2 separate regions of the Mus musculus genome follow, and region 1 is linked to region 2. The links are chromatin contacts, called in public Micro-C maps. All regions are on one chromosome and are shown on one strand. Each heading gives the region's core, a stretch centred on a gene start, on an enhancer-like site or on the middle of the called end of the contact. The rest is flanking DNA. Distances are from core to core; before and after follow the strand shown. Region 1 overlaps Igf1r (insulin-like growth factor I receptor). Region 2 overlaps Igf1r (insulin-like growth factor I receptor).

Region 1 (6,305 bases), core at 189-2,688, 180 kb after region 2:
GGAGATAACCAGGGAGGGGAAATGCCCCGATGTTTCTGTGGAGGGATGACTTTAGAGTCAAATGCAAGATTATGTCGATTTGGCAGTGTCACGAGAACTCCGGTCTCCTTACTGGGTCATGCTGCTGATTTAACTGTTTTTAAGGGCAGTGACACAGGAATTCTTGGATGTGACTTAGAGCTGTGTAGACAGACTGGTGTAAGGCTCCAGAGCACATACTGACTCCGTGCAGTCAGTTCTGAAAACTGATCCCAGTGGCGTGCAGAGGTGCCCACAAAGATGGCCGTACTCATGGAACAGTAATGTGTGGGCATGGAGGGCGCGTTTGATGCTGGGGCACAGCTGTAACGGTGAGACGTAGCGAGATTGCTGTATGGTGGTATCCACTCCAAGTCTATCCAGTGCTTTCTCCGTAGTCCAAGGTTTAACATTCAGGTATGTGTAGTCATACACCTGTGCACAGGAAGAACCCGGGAAAGACCACGTCATGAAGGGTTGACAAAGCGGCTGTTTTGGGTGCAGATGAACTTGTGTGTTCTTTATGTTAACCTGTGGTTACTGGGGCTTATTTGGCTTAGTTTTGGTTTTAGAGTAGTTTTTTTTTTTTTTAATAAAACATGGAATCTTGACTCTTTGGTACATCACAGTTAAAATATACATATTTATGTAGTTCTGTAGTATTTCCAAACAATCCCTTCCCCCAATTGGGTACATGTACTGTTAGCCAGATTTGTTTGTTTGTTTGTTTGTTTGTTTGTTTTATATGTTGTTCACAAGTAAGGATCATAGGCGTGTGTTCATCATGACATATTTACAGAAGTGCATAGCAGAGTACCTGTTCAGGGTGTGATTTTAGATCTGTGATTACTGGACCTGGCCTTTAACTTAACAAGGCTTATAGCAGGTGGCCCCTGGGTACAGAAACCCTGTGTACTACCATCCTGTACCGTCCAGCAGCTTGCTTGTGATCTGAAGGTTGTGTTGTGAAGAGACGTTGCAGATGCGGGCATTACCAAAGACCTTCTATAAGCACTGGGCACTTCGATTGTAGCTTGTTCCTCTTTAGAGACCATAATTACTTCTGTGCCCATGGCAAAGAGTAGTCCCTCCGTAGCCTGGATTTCTTTTTCTGGAGTTTGAGAAGAGAGAGGCCACAGTCACGCAGTGCTTTTGTAAAGGGTATGGTTAACATTTGCTGCAGTAACCTAGAGGTTTTGACTAGTTCCCTGTTTTATTTGGAACTTTCCTGTTGCTGTGATAAAATACCTTGACAGAAAAATGGAGCCAGAGATAGAGGTTTATCTTGGTGTACAGTCCTAGAGGGGACAGAGTCCTTGTGGTGGCCGGGGGGAGGGGGGAAGGAATGGCTTTAGTCTTGTCAGGCAGGAAACACAAAGTGATCGCATTCCACCCACACACAGGAAATAGAGAAGTGGGCCAGGCTGTAAAACCCCAAACAAACTCTACCCCCAGCAAAGGACTTCCTCCAGCTCCCTGCTAAAGGCTCTGTAACCTTCCCAAACAGACCACCACCACCGGCCTGGTGTTCACATCCATGAACCTGTGTAGGACATTTCTCCTTCAAACCACCGTACTTGTTATGCCTCCTCTCTTCATCACTTTGTATGCATGAGGGAGAAGGGGGTGTGCACAGGCCAGTGTTCTGTGCGTGGTTCAGGCATCCACTGGGGTCTTAGAATGGAATTCTCATACAGAAGGAGAGCTGAGGAGCACAGTGCCTTGTATAGTCCTAGAGGCCCATATTGTCTGTATTTCTCTCTGTTCACCAGTACCATGGGCTCCCTTTTAATGGGTGTGGCCACTGCATTTTGAAGAGTCCATGGGTGTTAAATGTTAATGGCTCATCCCATAGCAAACCAGGAGTCTAAAGGAGAGAATGGACTTGGGTTGGGTTGTGTCTTTACCCAAGTGGAATTCACAGACGGTAAGATCTACGCAGATTTCAGAGGAGGTGTGCTTTTCTAGCCAGTCTCCGGTACGCCACGCTGGTGGTGGCAGCGGATGACCCAGGGGAGGCTGTGTAGCCCATCATCCTTACCACCCTCTCTCCCTCTGTCCTCACAGTGTGCCCAAGTGTGTGCGGGAAGCGAGCCTGCACCGAGAACAACGAGTGCTGCCACCCGGAGTGCCTGGGCAGCTGCCACACACCGGACGACAACACAACCTGCGTGGCCTGCAGACACTACTACTACAAAGGCGTGTGTGTGCCTGCCTGCCCGCCTGGCACCTACAGGTTCGAGGGCTGGCGCTGTGTGGATCGCGATTTCTGCGCCAACATCCCCAACGCTGAGAGCAGTGACTCGGATGGCTTCGTTATCCACGACGATGAGTGCATGCAGGAGTGTCCCTCAGGCTTCATCCGCAACAGCACCCAGAGGTCAGCGGCTCTTGTCCCTAGGCCCAGGAGGGTTCTCTGCTGCATAGCCCCTAAGTGTAGGACCTCCCAGGGGTTCACCCAGATGGGTCTGTCAGAGGGTGATGGCTGAGCTTGTTTTAATGCGAATCTTGGAGTGGTGGGTCTGTTTCAGCTTGCTTTTTTATTTCTAAACTTTGAGGGTGCCTTGCTAGCACTAGAGCGTAAGAATTAGCTTGCTGGCCAGGTGCTCCCGAGCCTTGCTCCCCGTGCACCTGCAAAGCTGAAGCATGAGCGGTGGAGACTTTAACTACAGATACTCCTTCCCAGCTTGCTACTCTAGGCCAGTGAAAGCTTTGCCTCTCAGTCTGAGAGAGAGTGAAGACAACCCTCACCAGCATTCATGAGGCCTGGAAACAGGTCTCCCATGTCTCATTGCAAGCCTGGGCTCTGGGCATGAACTAGTAGTCTGATCTGCCATGTTTTCTGCCAGAACCTCCTTTCTCTAAGCCTTCCACCATCTTTGTGGCCTCTGGTTTTCCTTCCTGGACTCTGAGGCTTCACTGTGGAAGCAGAGCTGTTTCTGACTGAACAAGCTGTACTTCCACAAACTCGTCATGGGTGATGTTCGTGAAGACAGGATTTTATAACTCTGGAAACACAGGACAGTCAGAGGTCTGAGGTTGTTGTTTCCTCCCCTGAACAGAGCAGAGGACTTTGGGGGAAGGTTCCATTGTAATTCATTCCCTGCCTCCGGTACTGTACACACATACACATTTCTGAGCCTCTGAAAATACAACTAGGAAGTTCTGAATACTGCCCACACTTGTGAGATGCCCTGGATCCAGTCCCCACCTTGTAGAAGGTCCTAGATCCAATCTCTGGCACATAGAAGGACCTAGGTCCAGTCTCCAGCATTGCTAACAATTCTGTAAGTATATAAAATGTATAGTTTTGCTACAGTCACTCTCTATAAAAGATGTTCAGTACATCTTCAAAAAGAAATTCCATTGCTGCTATAGTATTTGGAGATGTCTCTAACTGTAAGCTGACTGCTGGATCAAACCAAAGATTACATTTTCTTTCATAATACTAAGATGAAAAGTAAATTCCTACCTGTTTAATTTCTGCACCATTATCACAGTAAAAAGGAAAAGATCAAATATTTTTAAATGATTTGGTAAGCCAGGGACTACAATGACTCAGAATTGTATAATACAGTCTACTAAAAATAAGTCTGCCATTTTTTTATTCATGTGTTGGCAGTCTCTGTTAGTCAACTCTCGGTTACTGTAACAAAATACTTAGGGTGATCAGTTTATGAAGAAGAGGAAGAGGAGGAGGAGGAGGATGAAGAAGAGGAGGGGGGAGGTTGGTTTTAGCTCTTGGGTCCATTGCTTTTGGCATGTGCCAAGGACAGACAGGCCTTCTAGTAAACCCTACCTTGTTGAGCTGTTGACTAAGCTGTTACTAGATAAGCCTTTAGAGGCCCTTTACATCTAAATAATCACTTTTAGCATAGAAAAGGGGTGTATGTACCCCTCTACATCTTGAGCCAAAGACCTTTGTCTGGCAGTGTGAAGTTGCTTACCCACAGTCCAGACAATGCCTTCCTTCTGGGGCTGGGAGCAGCAAGGGAGAGCTGGCTGGTAAGAGGGAGAGCTGGTCTCTTGTGAGACTATGCCAGGGGCCTAGCAAACACAGAAGTGGATGCTCAGAGTCAGCTGTTGGATGGATCACAGGGCCCCCAATGGAGGAGCTAGAGAAAATACCCAAGGAGCTTAAGGGGTCTGCAACCCTATAGGTGGAACAACATTATGAACTAACCAGTACCCCGGAGCTCTTGACTCTAGCTGCATATGTATCAAAAGATGGCCTAGTCGGCCATCACTGGAAAGAGAGGCCCATTGGACTTGCAAACTTTATATGCCCCAGTACAGGGGAACGCCAGGGCCAAAAAGGGGGAGTGGGTGAATAGGGGAGTGGGGGGGTGGGTATGGGGGACTTTTGAGATAGCATTGGAAATGTAAATGAGGAAAATACCTAATAAAAATTAAAAAAAAAAAAGAGGGAGAGCTGGCCATCAAACTCACTATATCATATTTGACCTGCAAGTTTATTTCCTCTCCCTACTGAAAGGCATTCAACTGTCCTGTAACACACAGTGAGGATGCTGTGTCTTCATAGGAGTTGGGTCTCCTTCCCTCCAGTGTGCTCTTAAAGCACTGGGCTGCTGCTCCCTGCCCGTTCTCACAGTCTCTCCCATTTTAAATTAAAATACTATCAAGAAATAATAGCTGTCCCTCTGCTGGCCTTTGAAGCCTATTTAGCACTTGCTTGAAAGTATTTTGAAAATACTGTTTGTGCTCTGTCTATACAAGAGTGGGTTTTAGGAAACTTAAGCTATAATCAGAACACACCCTTATAGACATGTTTTCAATTGCTAAATGATTCCTAGACATTTTAACAAAGCGGGAGGTGGCTCCAGGTTTTCCTATTTGGATAAAAAAAAAATGGGGAAAGAATAAACATAGTCATGTTGACCCTGAACGTTTATTTCATGTACTTGTCTGTAGCCTCTTTGTTTGTAATACCAGGAAGTGAGGACAACTCAGATATCTGGTACAATAAGTAGGAAAGCAGGCCTCCCCACAGAACATCACCAGGAGAGGTAAAGGAAGGTTTAACTTCAAGGGTGTTGTACATTGGGAAGCACATCAGCCTCAGAAGCCATGTGCTATATGACTGCCTTTCTGTAACATTTCCCAAGGTGGCAGTAGAAGACACCTTGGCAGTTACCGGGAGTTAGGGATAGTGAAGTCTGGGGCAGGTCAGAGGGCAGCTACAAACAGGCAACACACAGGAGGACTTTGTTGAAGTTGTCCTCGAACTCGATTGCAGTAGGGAATTTACAGGTCTATGTAGACAGATGGAGAAATGCACAGAACCTGACACGCGTGCCAGGTCACTGTGTTATCGTTATGTTGGATGTAGCAGCAGTTGGGAGCGTTGGGTGGAAAGTACACGGGTGCTCTGTACTGTCTGCACGGGTCTGTGTATGAAGCTGCAGTTATTCCAAGTATGTTTTTGTTTGTTTGTTTGTTTTTAGAGAGAGCTGGGTTTTATGCGTCATGTAGTTAAATGAGAAAAACACAAACAGAGCACAAAGAAAGTTCAGAAGGAAACCCCTCTCCAGGCTAGAAATGAGAGCTGTCTTAGTTTCTTCTCTAGTGCTGTGATAAAATGTCATGACCTTAGCTGCGTATACAGAAGTATGTCTAATTTGGCTTGTGATTTCAAAGGGCAGGATCCCAGATGGTGGAGTGAAGGAAATAACTGAGAGCTCAGCACCAGACGCCTCCTAATCCTTCCCAAGCAGTTCTGTTAGCTAGGGACTGAGCCTTCAAATGCATGAGTCTATGGGGCCATTCTCGTTCCAACACCACAAGCATGTTGCATGTGGTATTATAGGAAGCCAGATGTCCCCCACTTTGGCTAGCTAGGTCCACTTCCCATGGGAGCCTGTGAAAACCTCAGCCCCACTCTCCTAATAGGAAATAGGAAGATAACAGAGAACTATTAAGGTTTTTAAACAAAACAGACTATAGATAGTATTTTGGGAACGGATGGAAGACTTTAGTAAAGGCAGCTCTTGCTTTACCCTGATTTTCTTTCTTTTCGTGAGGTTTCACGGACTCATTTAAGAGCAGTAATTTGAATATAACACTGTCCCACCCATTCCAGAAGATTGGGTCATTTTTCTCATTCAGAAATCGACCCAGCTTCTCGGCCCTTATTCTGTATACAGGCTAAGGTCTCAGAAGGTATAGCCCCAGGCTTAGCATCTTCTCTGCCGTTTCCTAAATGATGGGCAGGAAGCAGGAAGCATGCCACTGCTTCTGGCTCCAGGTTGTGTGTGGCACTGAGGGTA
Region 2 (6,154 bases), core at 2,349-4,848:
GCCAAGTCAGGGCACGAAGGCCATGGGTATTTGGAAATCTGGGTGTAGTTCACCCTTGTTTTTAATTTATTGGGAGTCTCTGACAGCTGATAATTGAACCACATGTGTGCAGTGTTTGAGAGGTCTGTGTTCTGACCCTGTCCGTGGGTGCATTCTTTGGGATCCTCCTCAGGCTGACAGGGTTGCCCTGTGCACGGGCATCTTGGCCAGCTGGCCCTCAGAGTAGATTGGGTAGGTCAGTGTTTGTCCTCAGGCTAGGTTGAGCCAGTTATCAAATCACTTGGGGGTGTTTTGACAGGCTCAGAAAGTCTCAAAAAAAAAAAAAAGTTCTGACTTTAAAAAGGTAAGGAAATGGTCTCCCAGTGAGACGACTTCTGTCTAAGAAAAAAAAAGCTTCTAAGACATAAATACTGTATTATAAACAACTTGTAATTTTCATAGTTTTCAGTGTTAGTACTAGCAGCTTCTATGATAGATCTTAAATATGTTTATCACAGCTGGAAAAATGTTGTATTGTCATCCTTGTTTATCATAATATGCCACCTACTCTGGTTGTGCCTTACAGTGTAGCCCTGCTTGCTTTATGCTTTATGGTGGGGAGCTGGGGTGGGGGGGCCTGATGAATACAAATGAAACCTAGAAATCGAAATGGAGAAGAAGAAACCTATTCAGCCAGGACGCTGCCTTTACAGTGAGAGATTAAGACTGGCAGTGTCCTACACTGTGGTTTATTGAATAATAATGCCTAACACAGCCTGAGCAGAGACCCTTCGGTGGCTGTCTTCTGAACGTTTTGCAGACATAGCAAGAATGTATCAGATGACCACGGGACCTTTGTTTCTCTCTTTGTTAAAGCTAGGTGAATTTGGTTGTTGGGATGTTGCAGTGTTGCAGTTTGGAGATACTGGAGGAGCGGAAACCTTCCCTCTGTGCGCCAGGAGAGTTTGTGGTTGTTGGCAGTCTGGCTTCTCAATCTGTCCAATGCTCGTCCTTGGTGGCTATGATTTGAGCAAATAACATTAGGTATTTGCTATCCTTTATGAGAAGTTTGACCTCGTTTTATTAGAACCATATACAGTCAGCCCTCTGCACCCACTGCTTCTACAATGGCACATTCTACTAACGTCAGACTGAGATAATTCTTTTTAAAAAGTACATCTTTATGAACAGCACAGACATTCTCTGTGTCAGTTCCTGAACTGTATAGAGTAAGGACTATTTACGTAGCATTACATTGTGTTAGGTATTAAACACGAGCTAAGCAACCTAAAGATGTTTAAAGTTAGATAACGATACATCACTCTTGATTAAGGAATTTAAGTGTGAATTTTGTTAACCAAAGAGAAGTGGTGTTTCCATGAATTGTTTCTTCGAATATGAGATCGACCCTATACTGACTTTTTTCGTAGTTTTGATTTTTGTCCTGCCTCTCTGCTTGTGATTGCATGCCATTTGTTAACATAATTTGAGAATTGCAAATTCATCTTAATAATTTCCAAGACCACATGTCATGAGGAATCAAATTACAAAGCTAAATGTAAACCAGAGTGAGCGTAGTTAACATTTCTCTCCCGTTCCATACTCTTGCCTAGAGCATTGGATTTCTCAATATTGGTTCCTAGCGTTTCAAAATTGTATTTAATTTTCAATTTGAACTATTGACTTTTAAGAACAGTGATCACATGATTTCTGAGAAATCTGTAGAAATGTTGGCTGGTAGACGAGGCCCAGCAATGTTGAGTTCTGTCGCTCCTGGAATTGGCCCCTCTGTGTCCCCTATGAGGTGTAACTAGCCAAAGGATGGCCTCTAGATATGGTACAGCGGTTTCCGTGGAGTTGACATCTGCCTACAGGTTCCTTCATACCCAGTTGGATACTTCTTTCTCAGGAGCTCAGCTACAAGCCCCTGCCCCACAGTGGCTTATCTAGAGTCTGTATCTGCGGATTGTTGTCCATTGTCTCGCTAAAGATGCTTCCCCAACTCACTTCACCAAAGTGACTGGAAGACAGTATGTGTGAGGTGTATGTATGAGGTGTTCGCGGTGGTTATATTGGTGGGGCTCCCCTCCTCAGGCTGATCCAAGTCTTGGAGCTATGGCTTCCTTAGATGATAGGGCAACTCCTAGAGTCTAAAACTGCCTACAGCCTTACTTTAGAGTAACAGGGGAAGGTACTATTCAGGTGTGAGTTTATTTTGATGTTTCATTAACATTTGAGTTTTCTTTGGAGTTTTTGGAGACCTTCACTGGAAAGCCTCAAACTTTTTTTTTTTTTAATGGTTTTAGAGCTTTATTGTAGAAAGGCAGAGAGAAAAAGAGAAGGTAGAAAGAGAGAGGGCGGCCATGGCCAAGTGGAGAGAGGGGGGAAGGGAAAGAGAGGAGGAGAGCTAGAGAATAAGAAAGGTGAGAGCTTGAGTGAGCCTCAAACTTCTAATCCTCCTCCTTCTGCGGTGGACCAGGATGCCTGGCTTAAAACTTAATTTGGTTTTTAAATGGTAACAATTTATCATTATCTTTCACTTCCCTTTAAGATTGTAGGTGAGTGATACTTTGTTTAAATGGCGCTGGGAACTGAACCCAGGGCTTTGTGTGTGCTAAGCAATATGCAGGCTGCCAACGTCGCATCTATGTTGCGTCGTTTTGAAGTGCAAAGTCCAGTAGCTTAGAGTACATTGCATATACCCCCACCCATCTCCAGGGCTTTTATCAGTTTCTCAGACAGAACCTCCAGTAACACCAGTTCCTCCTTCCTTCTGTCCGTCTGTCTGTCCATCATTTGTCCTGGCAGCCACCATTCTTTGTGTCTCTAAGACTGCACTTAGTCACCTCAGAGAAGTGGAGTCATAGTCTTTGCCTTTTGTGTCTGTCTTACTTTTCTCTGTGTACTGTTCTCAGGGCCCACCCTTTGTGTGAGAGCTTTGTTGTGAGTTGGAGTGATACTCCAGTAAACAGTGGGCCTGTGCCACATTCCTACACATGGCAGTTAATGCTTACCCACTTATCTTTGGGGTGCTTGGGTGGCTCCCCAGATTGGTGCTTATCAGTAATGTTCCTATAAGCATGACATAACAATAGCTTTTCAAGTTTCTGCTTTGAGGCTTTGGGGGGCGGGGTGTATCTCCAGATGTGGTGGGGTCATATGGTAGCTCTACTTGTAGATTTTTGAGGAACTGCCATGTTACTTATTTTGTAATCTCCCCTTTCTCTACCCTCCCCCTTTCTGTGGTGTTGGGAATTGAGCAAAACATCCACACATGCTTGTGAGTGAGCCCAACCGTGAGTCCAGTATTTCAAATTTTTGTCGGTGTAAACGGGCGGAAACCTGAGGGTTTGGGAAGGAGGAGTTGAGAGGAGAATGCTCCTCTGTGTGGACAGCAGTTAGCCCCGCTGGCCAGTATTCACTCAGCACCCAGCATTCTCAGGCCCTTGGGGCAGAGAATAACAAGTGTGTAGTCCTAGCTTACCTGGTCGACCCCATTCCAGTAGTCATCACCGCTCACATTCAGGAGAGAGAGGCTGGGGCCCCATGGCCCTGAGGTGAGGCTCGAAGGCTGGCATCCCCGAAGATAGGTGTCAGGATAAAGGACTTCTGGGGAGCATGTGGATGTGAAGCCTCAGGTGGCTTCACAGCCTTTTCAGTGGGTCACTGATAACCTGTGTCCCTCTGTCTGTTGTCGGGAGATCAGGGTTGTTTTGTTTTGCCACTCCCCTGCTGGTTAGTGGGAGAACTTAGATACTCTCACTCCTGGTGTCAGTTTACTCATATGGAAAATGGCATCACAGATGCTTACAGCCTGAAGGTCACACAGACCTTTCCAGTGTGATATTAATGCCTTGTACATGTTAGGAGAAAGGGTGAAGCTTTTATGAGATGTCCCAGGGGATCCAGGACCTTAGAAAGAACTGTAGATCAACTCTGGGGGTTCCCCTTTCGCCAACTGTGCTTGGTTCTCCCGTCCGTGCCGACCGGACAGCCTCACAGGCCAGCTCCTCCTCTGCAGGGTGGGTGAGAGTGTTCGCTGCCCAGATGTTCGCATCAAGTAAACAGAAGCTCAGTCAGTGTTAGGGAAATTAAATCACCCAGCAGAAATCAATGTTAGTGAAATGAAATCACTTGATCTTAAAAGCAACAATGGAAGAGCCATTCTTCATCTTCATTGTGCTGTTGCGCTCTCTGCATGGCTTACAGTGCGTATCCTTTCTTGTATCCCTGTCAAGGAGAGCAGCTTTGGTTGGTTGTATTAGATTTTTACACGCTGTGGTTGAGGCTCCGGGGATTTGTAATCAGCTGATTGATTAATCAGGAAATGTTAAAGGATTAGACCGTATCCAGAAGGGCTGCCTCCTTTGACGACTCAGAAGGCAGGCTTGTTCCCTAGTGCTCTCTGCCACTGCGGATGGGGGCTGTTGAGCACATGACACATCACATGGGCCTTTCTGGATGCTTCGACAGGTGGTAGTGCAGGTACTGAGAGCGGACCATGTTTCGTAGATGCTGCTACCAGCCAGCAGTGTGAGCGAAGGACAGGCCACCCTGGAGGGCAGTTATATCCCTTGTGCTCATCCTCATGACCAGGAAACTAGGGCAGAAGGAACATCGCATATCCTGGCTTTAGAAGCAGAGTTCCAAAATTCCTGTTGGCTCCATTGGGTGAGGTTTGGGGGTTAAGGAGGTGGAAGAGGCAAGTAATAAATTATAAAGATTCGTGATCGTTTTGATGATGACGGTTATTGAAAAAATACGGTGGTAAAGTACTTAAACAGAAGGTAGTAAGAACACCAAGCCCCCTGCTGCTCCTCCTCTTCCTCCAACTCTTCCTCCATCTCTGCTGCTCCCAGAAGGCAGGCTTTACAATACGTCTTTATGCAGAGCAAGCATGCTGTGTCCTGCTCTATTTAAGAACAAATTTATGTTTTGTAATTTTTCAAATTAATGTGTCTTGGCTCTCTTCCTCCAGTAGGATGATCTTTGTTCTTGAATTGGCTTTGAGTGTTACGAGGAATACAGCCGCGTGCTCCTGAGTTAAAGCGAGCAGTACGGAATCACAGAGTTGAGAGTGGTGGCCTGCCCTCTCCTCTCCCTGCCGCTCTGCGGAGGGAGCTGCCAGTTGGTCAGTGTCCACGCAGGGGGTGTCGAGAAGGAAACTGCAGAGAGAGAATAATGATATTTCTTTTTAAAAAAAAAGGACATCATCATTGCTGTCCTTGAGGCCTGCTCTCCTGTGCACACAAGCCTCCTTGCTCTGCCTTCTTAAGTAGACTTTCTTTTAGAACAGAGTGGGGCTTACAGAAAGAGTGTTTTGGTAGCACAGCGTTCTCCTGTACACTGTAACTGCCTTCTCTGCCAGCACCCTATGTCACCACAGCCTGTGAGTGAGCTGAACTCGGCGTCTTCCTTTGAGCTCTCTCCAGGGCATTGCTACTTTGCTGGCAGAGGTCTCCTGCAGGACACCTCTCCATGTTACCTTTAGCTGTTACGTCCTCTCGGCCATCTCTGAGCCTGTGACAGTGTTTTAGCTCTCTGTCCTCCTTGGCCATGGTGATAGTTTTAAGGAGCACTGGCCAGGTTTTATGTCCCTTAGTTTGAATTTGTCTAATGGCGTTCATAGGATTAAGGGGAAATATGAGGCTTAAGGAGCAGAGCCGACATGTTTCTCGTCCCACTGTGTTGTGGGAACGGCCCTGCCAAAGTACCTCCCTTCAGGTGTGTTGACATTGATCCCAGGATGAAGCTCACAGAAGCCAGCTGCACAGTCCCCATTCTTTGTAACTGCCGTGTTCCCTTGCAATGTCTTTAAAAAGGATTTGGGTTTTTATAAGTCAGATCCTTTGGGATACTGTCAAGTGTGCCTTCCTTTTCATCCAACCTGTGCGAGAATGGCATCCGTGGAAGAGAAGCTAAAATGAATCAGGAGAGTGGGCGTGGGGAATGACCGATGGATGTGTCCTCCCAAATGGCTGTGTGCACCCACCGGAAGAGAACTGCTGCGGCCCCGACACCATGCCCAAGAATGGTACTGTTAGATCTGTAATTTCTTCCTGTAAGTTCAGTAAGTGAAAAACATCTTATTTTACATTCTTCTCATTGCGAGAGGCGTACCCCATACCCCGGAAACCTTAACGTGAGATGAAGGCGAGAACAGGAGCCTCCAGTG

Evidence for each region. Hi-C and Micro-C count contacts between places; a contact is called where the count stands out from the background.
Region 1: a contact with region 2 is called in a Micro-C map of the G1E-ER4 cell line. The contact joins two enhancer-like sites. A contact is called at or near these places in 2 of 484 Hi-C or Micro-C datasets (both in the G1E-ER4 cell line), 2 of 115 datasets of contacts at active chromatin or transcription factors (cardiomyocytes and extraembryonic endoderm stem cells) and 1 of 9 other capture datasets (liver).

Annotation. Positions count from the first base shown.
Region 1 is chr7:68,162,908-68,169,212 of GRCm38.p6, forward strand. It overlaps Igf1r (insulin-like growth factor I receptor), which reads left to right. Exons shown (of 21, transcript NM_010513.2): 3 at 2,086-2,398. Among named protein-coding and RNA genes, the nearest start is that of Gm51487, 8.8 kb to the left of the region's middle. Within about 2 kb of position 1,439, at least 42 of the 459 cell types and tissues checked have an H3K27ac peak or open chromatin away from gene starts, as enhancers often do. A contact at or near this core is called in the G1E-ER4 cell line, where this site is marked.
Region 2 is chr7:67,982,078-67,988,231 of GRCm38.p6, forward strand. The region is part of intron 1 of Igf1r (insulin-like growth factor I receptor); the gene reads left to right. Among named protein-coding and RNA genes, the nearest start is that of Igf1r, 33 kb to the left of the region's middle. Within about 2 kb of position 3,599, at least 60 of the 459 cell types and tissues checked have an H3K27ac peak or open chromatin away from gene starts, as enhancers often do. A contact at or near this core is called in the G1E-ER4 cell line, where this site is marked.